Linked DNA regions of Sus scrofa: region 2 is linked to region 1. A link is a contact called in public HiChIP or PLAC-seq data. All regions are on one chromosome and are shown on one strand. Each heading gives the region's core, a stretch centred on a gene start, on an enhancer-like site or on the middle of the called end of the contact. The rest is flanking DNA. Distances are from core to core; before and after follow the strand shown.

Region 1 (2,851 bases), core at 151-2,650:
TGTCCTGCACATTGTAGGGTGTCAGGCAGCATCCACAGCCTCTGCCCACCAGTGCTAGTAGCACTCTCTCCCCCACCCCCTCAGAGGGACAATCCAGCTGTTTCCAGCCACTGCCACATGTCCCCTGGGGGTAGGGGACAGAATTAGCCCAGTTGAGGAAGTTCCATTGTGGCTTAGTGATAACGAACTTGTCTAATGACCATGAGGACTCAGGTTTGATACCTGGCCTCGTTCAGTGGGTTAAGGATCCAGCATTGCCATGAGCTGTGGTGTAGGTCGCAGACACGGCTCGGATCGTGTGTTGCCGTGGCCTTGGTGTAGGCCAGTGGCTATGGCTCCAATTTAACCCCTAGCCTGGAAACTTCCATATGCCATGGGTACAGCCGAAAGAAAGAAAGAAAGAAAGAAAGAAAGAAAGAAAGAAAGAAAGGAAGGAAGGAAGGAAGGAAGGAAGGAAGGAAGGAAGGAAGAAAGGAAGGAAGAAAGGAAGGAAGAAAGGAAGAAAGAAAGAAAGAAAGAAAGAAAGGAAGGAAGGAAGGAAGAAAGGAAGAAAGAAAGGAAGGAAGGAAGAAAGAAAGAAAGGAAGGAAGGAAGGAAGGAAGGGAGGGAAAGAGAAAGAAAGAGAGAAAGAGAGAGAGAGAAAGAAAGAAAGAAATTGGCTCAGTTGAGAATCTGATATAACATAATAATCAGGGTGGGGAAAGTTCCTTCTGCCCTTCTCAATATCTAAAATATCTTGAACAAATTTTATTTTTCTAAGGTTCTCAAGGAATTACTGAATCTCAAGATTGTTTATTCTCTTCAAGAAGATAAAGTCTTCTACCCTCTTAAACATTTTTTTTTTTTGGTTTGTACTTCTGTTTCTCTATGCAATTTATCTCCTCCAATTTTCAGATTAGAAATGAAACTGTACATTAGTCATCCTTGCACTGTGTAAATTAGATCTACCCTCTACTTGCCCCCAAGATAAAAATACATCTTTTTTCCTAGCTTCTCAACTCCTTTCTACATTGACAAAATGTCAAACCATCCATAACTCTTGACTGTTGGGGGAGTTTTTCCATGGTTTTCTTCCAAGTTCAAACCATGGAAGAAAAACTTCACACATATATGGTGGGAAGCCTTCATCTTAAAACTGGTTGATGAATTTTTTCCCACGACTCCTGATCTCCTTCAAATCCAAATTCCCCCAGGCTTTGTGGCGTGCCACACCCGGGTGCTGCAAGTTGCAAATTGTGCGACCTGCGGTGCACTTCCCCGAGGAGCAGTGTAAATCGGTGATCACCCCTACATCTTACAGAGCTACCCCAGGACGGATGCACCGTTACTTTCTGAGCTTTGTCTCTCTTGGCTGATGTGGAAAGATGTGGATAATGGCCCGAAAGTGAAAAAGGAAGTTGTCGCTGTGGTTTTCAAATAAAATGAAGCAAAGCAGTGTTAGAGCAGGTCTGGCGGCGCCGACTCAGCGCTTGTCAAAAAAAGTAGTTCCTGGGGGGGTCAGAGGTGGAGAACAGGTTCCGGGATGAAGATGGCAGCAGAGGCGCTTCTGTTTCGATTTTCTGCGCTTCGAGGTGGTTTTAATTTTTTGAATCACTATGTTCTGACTTCATAATTTCCATCAGTGAAACACTTTCTCTTTCACTAGACAAGTGGCACTTTTGTATTTTCACGTCTGACTTTTCTTCCTCCCACTAGGAGATGATGGTCCAGTTACAGTTTGAATAAGGGCATCATTTTTCACTGGCCGAGGGTACCAGTCAAGGATACTCTGCAGCCAAGGACACCAGTGGGCAGTGTCACCGGACCTCAGCTTCCCCCCCCCACCCCCCTGTGTGTAATTGCATTTGGGGGGTGAAATTTGATATCATTTTCTTTTTTGTCTTTTTTTTTTTTCTGGCCAAACCATGGCATATGGAAATTCCCAGGCTAGGGATCAAATCAGCACTGTAGCTGCCATCCTACGCCGCAGCCGTGGCAATGCCAGATTCAAGCCGCTTCTACCCTGCTGTTCATGGCAACACCAGAATCCTTAACCCACTGAGCGAGGCCAGAGATTGAACCCACATCCTCAGGAGTACTAGTCAGGTTCTTAACCCTCTGAGCCACAACAGGAACTCTGAAATCATTGTGTAAATATGTCCAGCATCCCTTTTACACGGCAGCAGGAGCATTGGGCACAGCAGGCTTGGCCAGTCTTCCCCCCATCTCCCCCCTGGTCCCCATGGCCCCCAAACTTCAGAGCTAAGATGTTCACAGGAAGATGCCTGCTCAGAGGGTTAAGGGTCCAGCATTGGGCTGTGGTATAGGTCGCAGAGGTGACTTGGATCTGGTGTTGCTGTGGCTGTGGCATAGGCTGGCAGCTGTAACTCTGATTGAACCTAGCCTGGGAACTTCCATATGCTACACATGCAGTTATAAAAATTTTTTAAAAAATTGGACCCCTAGCCTGGGAACTTCCATATGCCATGGGTATGGCCCTAAAAAGACCCCCCCCCCAAAAAAAAAGAAAAAAAGAAGAAGAAGAAGAAGGACAAAATGCTGAAGGAGAGCAGCAGCCAAACCCCAGCCCTACCCTGTGACTTGGGTGCCATGTGAATGTCCTGGGGGTATGGGGACTAAGTCCCACAAACTGAGAAGCCTTTTTTTCCCCAGAGTTCCCCACTTTTTTTCATTTTTTAAAGTTTTACTGAAGGATAGCTGATTTAATGTTGTGGTAATTTCTGCTACACAATGCAGTGATTCAGGTATCCATGCCCACACATCCATTCTCTGTCAGATTCTGTTCTCACATAGGGTGTCAGGGAATACTGGGTAGAGTTCTCTGTGCTGTACAGCAGGTTCCTGTGGGCCC
Region 2 (2,851 bases), core at 247-2,746, 220 kb before region 1:
AGGGGAGGCAACCTGCCATACCAACATCTGCGGGCACACACGCATGCGCAATTCTGCAACAAGGTAGCATAACCTGTATCCATGAGCACACGCCCATCTATACCTGCTCAACATTTATAGAACACCTTATACGGGGGATGAAGGAATCAGATGCAGCGGGAAAACTAACGGGTATATAAGGCAATGCCCCTCTGCGTCCTGGGCTCGGCCTTTGGCTATGAATCTGCTGAGCCAGTGCCTTCTCGAATAACCGCTGCTTCCCGGCAAAAAGGCTCCGGGTCTTGTTTCTCGGGATGTAAGTCCTGCATCATGACGTCTTCACCCAAAGGTCCCCTCACCTTGCCTTACTTTTCCCTCTTGGCCTTGGCCTTTGTGGGGTCACCGCTCACCCTCGTCACAGAGGAAGGCTTTCCCGTCCTGAGCCTCAGCAGGTAGATGTGGAAAGAACGAACCACACCCTGGCGGGAGGGGTGCTGCCAGCCGGAGGGGCTCCAACAGTGGGTTGGCAAGTTCTCCGAACGCAGGAGGAAATCACGTGAGCGTGACCCACATTTCTGGAAGTTTCTGCCCAGGCCCCTCGTGTCTGCTGCTGGAGCTCACTTTGACTCTGTGCTCTTTATATCTGCTAATGCCTCCTCTCCCTGTTCCTTGTTGCCAAAAATATCTGTTGGTCACAGACAAGCTCAGGCATTTAAAAGGACAGACGTGGAGCTCCTGTGTGGTTCAGCAGGTTGAGGATCCAGCATTGTTACTGCAGGGGTTCGGGTCACTGCTGCTGTAGCGTGGGTTCCATCCCTGGCCCAGGAACTTCTGCACGCCACTGGTGTGGCAAAAAAATAAAAAAAGGGGACAGATTTGCCCTTGCATAATAGGAGTGATGACAGGGGCTTTTGCTCCATGGCTCTGGCTGTCAAGGGGGTTGTCTGTCCTTGGGTGATTTCGGCCCATGTGAGTCCCCCAGCGGTTCTCAGAGGTGGAAGGGACATACACTCCGTCCCAGCTGCAGTAAAGCTGAGGTGTGCAGAGTTAAATGCCCTTCCCTGATCTCATAGTTGTTTCATGGTACAGATGCTACAAGCCCTTTGTTTCTTCCTTGTTTTTAATTTAAAACATATTTTCAATAAAGAAAAGTTTAAGGCGTTCCCTTCATGGCTCAGTGGTTAATGAGCCCAACTAGGATCCATGAGGATGCAGTTCGATCCCTGACCTCACTCAGTGGGTTAAGGCGTTGCCGTGAGCTGTGGCGTAGGTCACAGATGCAGCTCGAATCTGGCAGTGCTGTGGCTGTGGTGTAGACCGGCAGCTGTAGCTCCGATTCAACCCCTAGCCTGGGAACTTCCATATGCCACGAGTATGGCCCTAAGAAGCAAAAAAAAAAAAAGAGAGAGAGAGAGAGAGAGAGAGACGTTTAAGATAAAATGTTAAGAGAAATACTGTTCATAATTTCTGGCCTCTAACTCTTCGTTTCCTCACCAGGCCTGGCTCACGTGACAGGCATTTCTCATAACTGTGGTCAGAGGCATATGATGCAGCGTTGTTAGAAGTATTTTGTCACATTGCCACATAGTCTCTCAGTAATCATTTTTTTTTACTTCCTTTTACAGCTGCACCTGCAGCATATGGAAGTTACCAGGCTAGGGGTTGAATCAAAGCTGCAGCTACCGGCCTACACGACAGCCACAGCGACACCAGATCCGAGGTACATCTGTGACCTACACCCCAGCTTCAACAACGCTGGATCTTTAATCCACTGAGTGAGGCCAGGGATCAAACCTGCATCCTCATGGACACACTGTCAAGTTCTTAACCCACTGAGCCACAGTGGGAACTCCTTGATAATCACTTTTAATGACGGCACCATAGGGCAACAAATAAAAATTCCAAAGAACACGCCTTCAGGTTATTTGCATGCATTTTAAAACTATCATATTGCAGTGAAAAATTGGGAGTTGTACTGCTGTCTTTCTTTTGAGCCCAGGTGTTCTGGGGTTGCCTGGTGGTCCCCCCCCCAAATGATGGGACGTGTCAAAGTCTTAACCTTGCTACCTCCACAGATGACCTTCTCTGGAAATAGGGTCTTTGTAGATGTCACCAGGTTAAGATGAGGTCCTTGGGGTGGGTGACAGGTGTCCTAAGAAGGAGAGGAAGCGGCACAGGGGCCGAGACTGCAGTGACGTGTCTGCAAGCTGAGGACAGTCCAAGAGCTGGGAGAAGCGAGGAAGAGCCCCCTGCTGAGCCTTCGGGGAACCCGCCCTGCCTGCACCTCGATTTAGACACTGGCTTCCAGGTGCTGAGAGAGGACATCTCTTTACTGGCTGGACCCTCGGCATGTGGAAGTTCCCGGGCCAAGGACCAAATCCTATGCCATAGCCACGGCAATGCCAGATCAGAGCAGTGTCTGCAACCTACAAATCCCAGCTGCAGCTGCCACCTACGCCATAATTGTGGCAGCACTGGATCCTTAACCCACAGCACCACAGTGGGAACTCCGAGAGAGGACATTTCTGTGGTTGTACTTCCCAGCTGGTGGTGCTTTGTTGCTGCTGCTCCAGGGAATCAACGCAGATACCCTTTTTTTTTTTTTTTTCCTGGCCACCCCATGGCATATGGAGCTCCCTGGGCTGGGGAGCAGATCTGAGCTACAGTTTCGACCTAAGCCACAGCTGTAGAAAATCCAGATCCTGAGCCCAGTGTGTGGGGCTGGGGATCGAACCTGTGTCCCAGCAGTGCAGAGATGCTACCACTAATCCTGTTGTGCCACAGAGAGAACTCCAAAAATACCCATCTGTTATTACCATTGTTGTTGTTGTTGCTTTTTAGGGCTGCACCCGCCCTATGAAGTTCCCAGGCT

What was found. HiChIP or PLAC-seq counts read pairs in DNA pulled down with a chosen protein or histone mark.
Region 2: a contact with region 1 is called in an H3K27ac HiChIP or PLAC-seq map of alveolar macrophages. The contact joins two enhancer-like sites. A contact is called at or near these places in 1 of 47 Hi-C or Micro-C datasets (mesenteric adipose tissue) and 1 of 2 datasets of contacts at active chromatin or transcription factors (alveolar macrophages).

The regions. Positions count from the first base shown.
Region 1 is chr13:202,411,385-202,414,235 of Sscrofa11.1, reverse strand. No RefSeq gene overlaps it. Among named protein-coding and RNA genes, the nearest start is that of ETS2, 52 kb to the left of the region's middle. Within about 2 kb of position 1,400, at least 4 of the 83 cell types and tissues checked have an H3K27ac peak or open chromatin away from gene starts, as enhancers often do. A contact at or near this core is called in alveolar macrophages, where this site is marked.
Region 2 is chr13:202,634,391-202,637,241 of Sscrofa11.1, reverse strand. No RefSeq gene overlaps it. Among named protein-coding and RNA genes, the nearest start is that of PSMG1, 140 kb to the left of the region's middle. Within about 2 kb of position 1,496, at least 9 of the 83 cell types and tissues checked have an H3K27ac peak or open chromatin away from gene starts, as enhancers often do. A contact at or near this core is called in alveolar macrophages, where this site is marked.